2 separate regions of the Sus scrofa genome follow, and region 2 is linked to region 1. Evidence: chromatin contacts called from public Hi-C data. All regions are on one chromosome and are shown on one strand. The core of a region is the stretch at or near the end of the contact, and the rest is flanking DNA. Distances in the headings are between cores, read along the strand shown.

Region 1 (3,939 bases), core at 1,200-3,699:
CCGCTGGTGCTGAGAAATGATGCAGAGCTGAGACCTTAGACCCCCTTGAGGTATAGCCCAGGCTCCTGGGACAACTCTGGGGAAGGGGGTTGGGCTCCAAATAAAGACACAGTGTCTGGGTTGAGAGACACGCTTGGGAAGCTGAAGACCATTCATTTAATGTGCATCCCAATGGAGTCTTCATAGGTGGCTTTATCTATGATTTGTACAGCTAGGACTCTCTAGTCTGAGGGGGCATGGAAGTGGGGGGCACAGGTGTGTGTGTGTGTGTGTGTGTGTATACATGCCCTCGGCAGAGGAATGCGGATCTGCCCTGACCCCTGAGCTATGTGAATTGCAGTGGGACCATTAGAACCAACATTTCACACACACCAGACTTTCACCGTAATTGAAGCAATTTGTGAACCTAAGTGAAGATGACTCTAGGGCAGATAAAAGGTGAGGACGCTGCTAAGTGGCTCTCTGGGAATCGGCTCCCAGGCATCACGACAAAGCACATCACTCTCTGTTCCCACGTGGACGTGTGACCAGGCTGGGTGCTGGTGGGAAGGTCAGAGGGAAAATCTATGTATGGACAGGCTGAAGCTGATTTTTGTAACAAGATCTAATTGCTGGCAAGATGCCAGTTAACCTTGCTCAGGGTAGGCCGGATAGGGTGCGTTCCGCCCCCTGGTGGTTATATGGAGTAACTACGTGCCATTCTCTCCGCCCCGCCCCGCCCAGGCTGTGCTCAGCGTTTTTTGGAAAATTCTTACCCCCCTCTTCCTTCTTTTTCCTGTGTCCACCCTGGTCCACCCCAAACTCCCCTCCTTCCTCCCTTCTCCCGAGCAATAATGAACAAGATCTTCATGGTCTAAAGAAAAAAGCAATAGTAAAATCTTTCTTTTGTTTACTTATAGGGAGAGCCTGGTTAATGGGGTCAGACAGGCAAGGCATGAAGTGATAAAGGGGAAAAGGATGAAAAAAAAAGAAACAAACGTAGGGGGCCTAAATGGCCTTGGCTAATAGAAAATTGATACGTGAAACTGTGTCAAAATTGTAAGAGCCCCCAATTTAGTACTTACTTATCCTGTGTTTAAGAATTTAGAGCTGCCTGAAAAATTCTGAATTTTGAACTTTGGTTCTGACTGATTTTCATGGTGTGTGGCTTACATATTAGAGAGTCAGTTGTGTCTCTACATTGGAACATGGCATAGTGTGATCTAAAAGTTTAGCTTGGAGCTCCTGCTGTGGCACAACCCGATCGGCTGTTCGATCCCTAGCCCACACAGTGGGTTAAAGGATTCAGTGTTGCTGCAGCTGCAGCACGGGGATCTGATCCCTGGCCCAGGAACTCCATATGCTGCAGGGCGGCCAAAAATAAAGGGGGAAAAAAGTTTAGCTAACATTACACCATTAAAAAAATTTTAAAAAGGACATTATGCTCAAGTATTTGAGTTGTTTAAAAGTTAACTTGGGAGTTCCCTTGTGGCTCTGCGGTTGTCACTGCTGTGGCTTGGGTCAGATCCCTGGCCCAGAAACTTCCACATGCCCAGGTAGGGCCCCCCCCCAAAAAATAGCTGCTGCCTTGATCAAGTGCTGAAGACACAAAGTTCGCCTTGTAACAGCCCTTCTCAAAAAGTTCAGGAAAGTGGACAGCTGAGGCTTGCCAACCCCCAGATCAGTGTAGTTGTGTGTGTGTGTGTGTGTGTGTGTGTGTGTGTGTGTAGCAGATGGTGAAAATACTATAGGTGCTAAAAAGGGAAGAGCATTTTTGCACCTCATCAGCCTTTAAACAAACACGAGGATACAGAACAGTATTTTTTTTTTTTAATGACAGACTTTAATATCTGTGCGGTTTATTTCCTTTAAGTAATAGTAAAAGCTGAGATATAGAAGTAACTCGGTGCCAGGAATGAAGTAACGCTTTAGATAAAATGCTGCTGACTCTGGTCTTATTCATCCCAGCAACTTTTTAAAGACCCTCCCTGGGTCTCGCTGCAGAGCCTTACTGACCAGTAACAGAGACCCGCCACAGGGAGGGCTCCCCTCCTTTAAAACGAAACACATGACGCGCGAGCGCGGTGCCAAGTCCCGGAGCGCGGGAGGGCGGGCCAGCCCCGGCCCCGGCCCCGGCCCCCGGCCCCGGCCCCGGCCCCCGGCCCCCAGCCCGGATGGGTGGGTGGATGGGTGGGTCCTCCTATAATTAGCTGGGGAAAGGCATCCTCCGTCCGCTTCTTGCTGCTGCTGCGAAGGCAACTCTGGTTCTTGCTGATCCTCCTGGGGTGGCTGGGCGGTTCGTTCTTTCGGATCCCGGCGAGACCGCAGCGGGTTAGCAAGACCCCCTTGGGCTTCAGCCAAGCGCCAGAGGGGGCGAGGCCCGGTCGCTCCCGCCTGGGAGGTGCCGGTCCAGGATGCTGGGGATCGTCACCATCACAGGTAAGGCGGGAGCCAGGTCTGTAGTGTTCTCCCTCCACGGCAGGTGGAGTCACCTGCTTTGGGCTGGGAGAGGCTGCGGGGCGGCGGCTGGACATCCGGATGGGGCATCTCTTTCTCCCCCCGGGGCTGCCTTTTGGCTCAGAAGAGCATTCTCTCTTTGGTTTTCTCTTGGCCTGTGCTGGAATCTTCCTGACTTTGCCCAGGGGAGACCTGGAATGCATTTTGTGAAGGGTCGCACCCCTGCCCCGGGCAGAGGAAAGCAGCCGCGCCGGCCCAGGAGACACATGTTAGATTGGACTGAATTTGAAAATAGGTTGTGAAGACCTAAATCGCTTGCTGTGGTGATTAAAAAAAAAAAAAAAAAAAAAAAGAGGTAAATTCTGCTGTTGACCTGCTTCTTAGGAACTTTCAACGAAGGAACACTTGGCGATTTAGGGGACTCAAGTGTTAAGCGGTAGTTTTTATGAAGCCATCGTTACTGTAAAATCAGTAACTAAGGTCAGCAGCGGTCAGGCAGTGAATAGTAAGGTCTTCAGCTTGCTTTCTAGTAATCTGGCTGAGTGTAAGTGATAAGGTTTAATACCTACCTCTAGCTAGTAAGTTACAGATAGCAAACTTGTGGAAAGTTCTCAGCTCCTCCCGCTTGTCATTTGATCTTTTCATGCAATTGTACTGTAGCTGGAAATCTTAGGAACCTGCCTGCTTTCTCCTCCTCTCTGCCTTTTCCCCCCATCAAATTTAAGCTTCATTTGCTAATTTAGATTTTTATTAGACCAACTCTTCTCTAAATATCTGAGATTGCTGTTCTCCAAATAAACACGTGTTTTCTTCAAAGTGCAATATAGAATTTCTTGGACTTAAAATTGTTCTCAATCTAATCGCTTCTGCAAAGCCTCATCCGCCTCTGGAATTTTTAATGAATGTGAAAGTTGAGCAAAACTAAAAATACCTCTCACTTCCTATAGATTAGCTTGTTTACTTTGAGATTGTCTTAAAATTCCTTCCCCAAGTTTCCTGGACTGGCCTTTCTACCTTTTGCCTGAGGTGAAAATTTACACGGAGCCTAGAAACTATGATGAGACTACGCAAAATTTAAAAATTAAAACCCCCAAATTTTTCATTTTTTTTTCAGATCATTCATTTTTCTAGGAGTGAGATAAAGAAGTGCCCAACCCTGACTGAGGCTGCCTGGGGGTGTGGTTTGGGGGTGTTACAGCTGGGGAGTGGGGCCTCTATGACCATGCATGACTTTATTTCTGGGCGCTTTTTGTGTCCAGTGTAATCTTTATTATATCTGCTCTTTGATGAGTTCATCATATGCCATGTTTCTTATGGGAAGGGAGGGTGGTCCTTTTAAGCAGAAATTTAAGAGTTAACAAACGTGGAATACTTGAGGAGGCTTGAAAAAATTGGTTCCTATAATCCTAATGGGCTGATAAAGGAACAGAAACAGTTGGAAGAGCTGTCGGCTGTTTAAGGCAACGTTAAGTAATGAGATCGATTGCTTTCTCAGTTTTATTT
Region 2 (3,711 bases), core at 1,179-3,678, 270 kb before region 1:
GCTCAATGGCTTACGAACCCAACTAGTATCCATGAGGATGCAGGTTTGATCCCTGGCCTCACTCAGTGCATTAAGGATCCAGCCCTGCTGTGAGCGGTGGTGTAGGTCACAGATCCTGCACCAGCAGCTTGGATCCTGCGCCGGTGGCTACAGCTCCCATTTACACCCTAGCCTAGGAACTTCCACAGGTGTGGCCCCCAAAAGCAAAAAATAACAAATATACGTAATATAAAATGTCCCATTTTAATCATTTTTAATGTATAGTTCTGTGTATTTAGAATTTATAAAAATGTGTGAATTCATACTATATGTACATATAGCTTTCTTTCATTCATAGAGTTTTAAAACTTAAAGTGATAGCTGTGCACATCTCCGAACGTCTTTTGTTTTTCACAGTACTTGCCAAACCACACTCTAAGGAGAAGGGATGCCTTTGTCTCTGTGCCCTTGTCCCTGTCCCCGTGTGCTGTCTCCCTCTCAGGTCCTTCGACCTCCTCTGCCTCTTTCCTCCGTGTCCTCAGACGTGTCCTCCGCCTGCCTGTTTCCACAAGTCCCTTCTACAGCTCTCTCCTTTCCCCCGTTTGTGCATTTGAATGTTTGGCATGTTTCCTAGGAAGCCACTCCTAATTTTTCCAATCAGCATCTCGTTTGGAAATCTGTGTCTCTCCGCGTCCTCTCCTGGTCTGCTTGCTTCCTCGTGGTGGAACGCGGGTCATCCATCCTGAGCTGCTTCGAGCCCCTCCCCTCCTCAGCCTCTTCTCCTCCCACGCGGTTTTCCTGATTCAGCTCCAAATTCTCATAGTCTCCGAACAACACCCTTCTGCAGACACACCTCAGATCTCTATCAAAACTAGATTCTTCAGAGTTCCCTTCCTGGAATCCACAGTTAACAAAGCCGACTAGGATCCATGAAGATGTGAGTTCGATCCCTGGCTTTGCTCAATGGGTTAAAGATCTGGCGTCGCTGTGAGCTGTAGCGTAGATCGAGGACGCAGCTCAGACCCATGTGGCTGTGGCTGTGGCTGTGGCTGGTAGCCGTAGCTCCGATTTGACCCCTAGCCTGGGAACTTCCATGTGCCGAGGGTATGGCCCTAAAAATAAAAAGCAAAAAGCAAAAAAAAAAAAGCAAAAACTAGATTCTTCAATACTGGCTTCCGTCCTCTCCCTGGCCTGCAATATGTCACCTCCTCCCAGGTGCCTCACCCATCTGTGTTTGACCGGTCTCTTCAGATCTGAACCTATTGTTAGATCCAGCCCAGCTTTCTCGGTGCCTGCTTTTGAGCCCTTTGTGATGCTGGCAAAGCGGGCCCCAGCTTTGTCTCTTTGAAGCTGGAAATAGCACCTGATGAGAGAGGAACAATGGTCTGTATCTGTTACACTTGCGCGTGTCATAAGGATGCCTATAATTTCGTGTAAGTGCTTTCTTCTAAACACGAAAAATGGATTGTCGCTAGAGCGAGTTTCTAGAAATGGGTTGTTTCATCTAAAGTTATGAGTAGAGCGAGAAAGACAGGGATGTAGAATGAACTGTCAGGGTCCCACCACCTGTTAGTCAGTCCCCTCCTGCCACCACTTCATCCATCCCCTGGCCTTTCTGCCTTAAATCCTGATGGCACGACACCACTCCGTAGGGAAGGTATCCATTTTCTCAGATAAAAAGCAAGCAGCGTTATTCACGTATTATCACAGGTGTGTTCAAGGCCATTTCGAAGAGAAAACCTTAGGATTAGAGGAAGTCAATCCAGCACAGGCTTCGAAATACCCCAGGATCCGAGAGGTTAGGGCTTTGGGTTTTTTTGTTTTTTGTTTTTTGTTTTTTGTTTTTTTCAGTCATCACTTTATTTCAGAACATGATTTCTTTTTCCTGTCCTGAAAGTCATTTACTCTGCTCTTGAGTGAGACTTTTAACCGTAGACCAGAGGATTTTCCTTGGGCAGCACGGCCCCAGGAGATGAATGAGGGGAATATGACCCTCCACGTGAAAACAGCCCGAGCTGCGCCTCATGCTCATTCATACGAGGCTTGTAACACCGAGCTTTCTAAGTAATTTTAGGCCAGGAGGGACAACAGGTGTGTCATAAAATACACACACGTCATTCAGCCCAGCAGGTGCTTGGCCCCTATCGGCCCCTTGCCCCTCCTTTGGGCCAGATCATTAAAATCACCTATTCCTGTATAGCCCTTTCCTTTGGCGTTGCTGTCATGATCACCCATGTGAATTCCTTATCCTCATTTCACAGGAACCAGTTGAGGTTTTCTGGCCATGAATCTTTCTTTCTTTCCCAGATCCCCGTAGCGCCTCCATGCATCCCGACTGCCTTAGGAGTGAGGTTCCTCTGGGATGCTTCTGGGTTGCCCTGTTGCTCAGGGCCAGCGAGCCAGCAGGAATAGCTGCTCGGTGAGCCGGCTCATGGCAGTCGGCACGTACACCTTTGGTCGCGCAGAGGTGCTGGTCTCCAGCCAAGGATGTGCTTTGTGTCAAAGATACAAGGGTCTCTTGTTTTCAGTCACAATGAGGAGCTGCTCCCATGACACTAGGAGGGGTGTTGTAATGAAGCCCTCACTACAGGCTAGATGGTTTCATGTTTTACTTTTCTTTGAAGTGCAGGAAAGGCTATTTACTTCCTGCACTTGTAGGTTATTTAAAATTCATATTTAAAATACAAAATACAAATTGAAATAATTACAGTGTTTCCAGACATTTCTGGTCAACTTACAAGTTGATTCATTGATTCTTCTCTCTAAGTTATTTTATGGACAGTGGAAGACTTCTCATTGATATCAAACATAAGAACATTTGGCTTATATGAATTCTACTCTGTGGCCTTGGTAAAATAAAGGAAGAATGTAGTTTTCATTCAGTGTGGTTGCCAAGGAAACAATCATGTTGGAACCAGCACTTCAACAGTTCTGTGCTTAAGAGAGAGCGGAATACTGGTGACAGAGCACTGTCGTGTGTTCGTGGGTCTTCTAAGAGAGAGCCCTTCAGGGCTGCTGACCTTCAAGTAAGATGAGATGCCTTAATACATCTTTATTTTCTTCAGTCCTAGCAGGTTCATTTTTTAAAATTGAAGTATAGTTGATTTACAGCGTTGTCTTAGTTCCAGGTATGTAGCAGAGTGATTCAGATATTGTTGTTTATTTTAAATACAGCAGCATGTATCTGTTAATCCCAAACTCCTGATTTATCCTTCCCCCACACCTTTCCCCTTGGCAGCCATAAATTTGTTTTCTGTGTCTGTGAATCTTGCTTCTGTTTTGTAAATAAGTTCATTTGTATCATCTTTTTAGATTCCACGTATAAGTGATATCATATGATATTTGTCTTTTTCTGTCTTGCTTATTTCACTTGGTAAGCCCATCTCTAGGTCCATCCACGTTGCTGCGAAAGGCATTATTTCGTTCTTTTTTATGGCTGAGTAATATTTCATTGTATATATGTACCACATCTTCTTTATCCATTCCTTTGTTGATGGATATTTAAGTTGTTTCCATGTCTTGGCTACTGTGAATACTGCTGTGAACATAGGGTACATATATCTTTTCGAATTGAGAGTTTGGTCTTTTTCTGGATATGTACCTAGGGGTAGATTTGCAGGGTCATATAGCAACTCTATTTTTAGTTTTTTAAGGAACCCCCATAGTGTTCTCCAGAGTGTCCAGCAGCTTCATTTTGAACTTTTCTTCTTTTTTCTTCTCACAAAAAAATTA

The links. Hi-C and Micro-C count contacts between places; a contact is called where the count stands out from the background.
Region 2: a Hi-C map of omental adipose tissue shows a contact between it and region 1, with 2.0 times the contacts expected there. The contact joins two enhancer-like sites. A contact is called at or near these places in 1 of 5 promoter capture datasets (liver), 21 of 47 Hi-C or Micro-C datasets (alveolar macrophages, brain, embryonic fibroblasts and 14 more) and 1 of 2 datasets of contacts at active chromatin or transcription factors (skeletal muscle).

Annotation. Positions count from the first base shown.
Region 1 is chr1:14,928,566-14,932,504 of Sscrofa11.1, reverse strand. The region is part of intron 2 of AKAP12 (A-kinase anchor protein 12); the gene reads left to right. Among named protein-coding and RNA genes, the nearest start is that of ZBTB2, 72 kb to the right of the region's middle. Within about 2 kb of position 2,449, at least 41 of the 83 cell types and tissues checked have an H3K27ac peak or open chromatin away from gene starts, as enhancers often do. A contact at or near this core is called in omental adipose tissue, where this site is marked.
Region 2 is chr1:15,203,143-15,206,853 of Sscrofa11.1, reverse strand. The region is part of intron 25 of MTHFD1L (monofunctional C1-tetrahydrofolate synthase, mitochondrial); the gene reads left to right. Among named protein-coding and RNA genes, the nearest start is that of MTHFD1L, 130 kb to the left of the region's middle. Within about 2 kb of position 2,428, at least 2 of the 83 cell types and tissues checked have an H3K27ac peak or open chromatin away from gene starts, as enhancers often do. A contact at or near this core is called in omental adipose tissue, where this site is marked.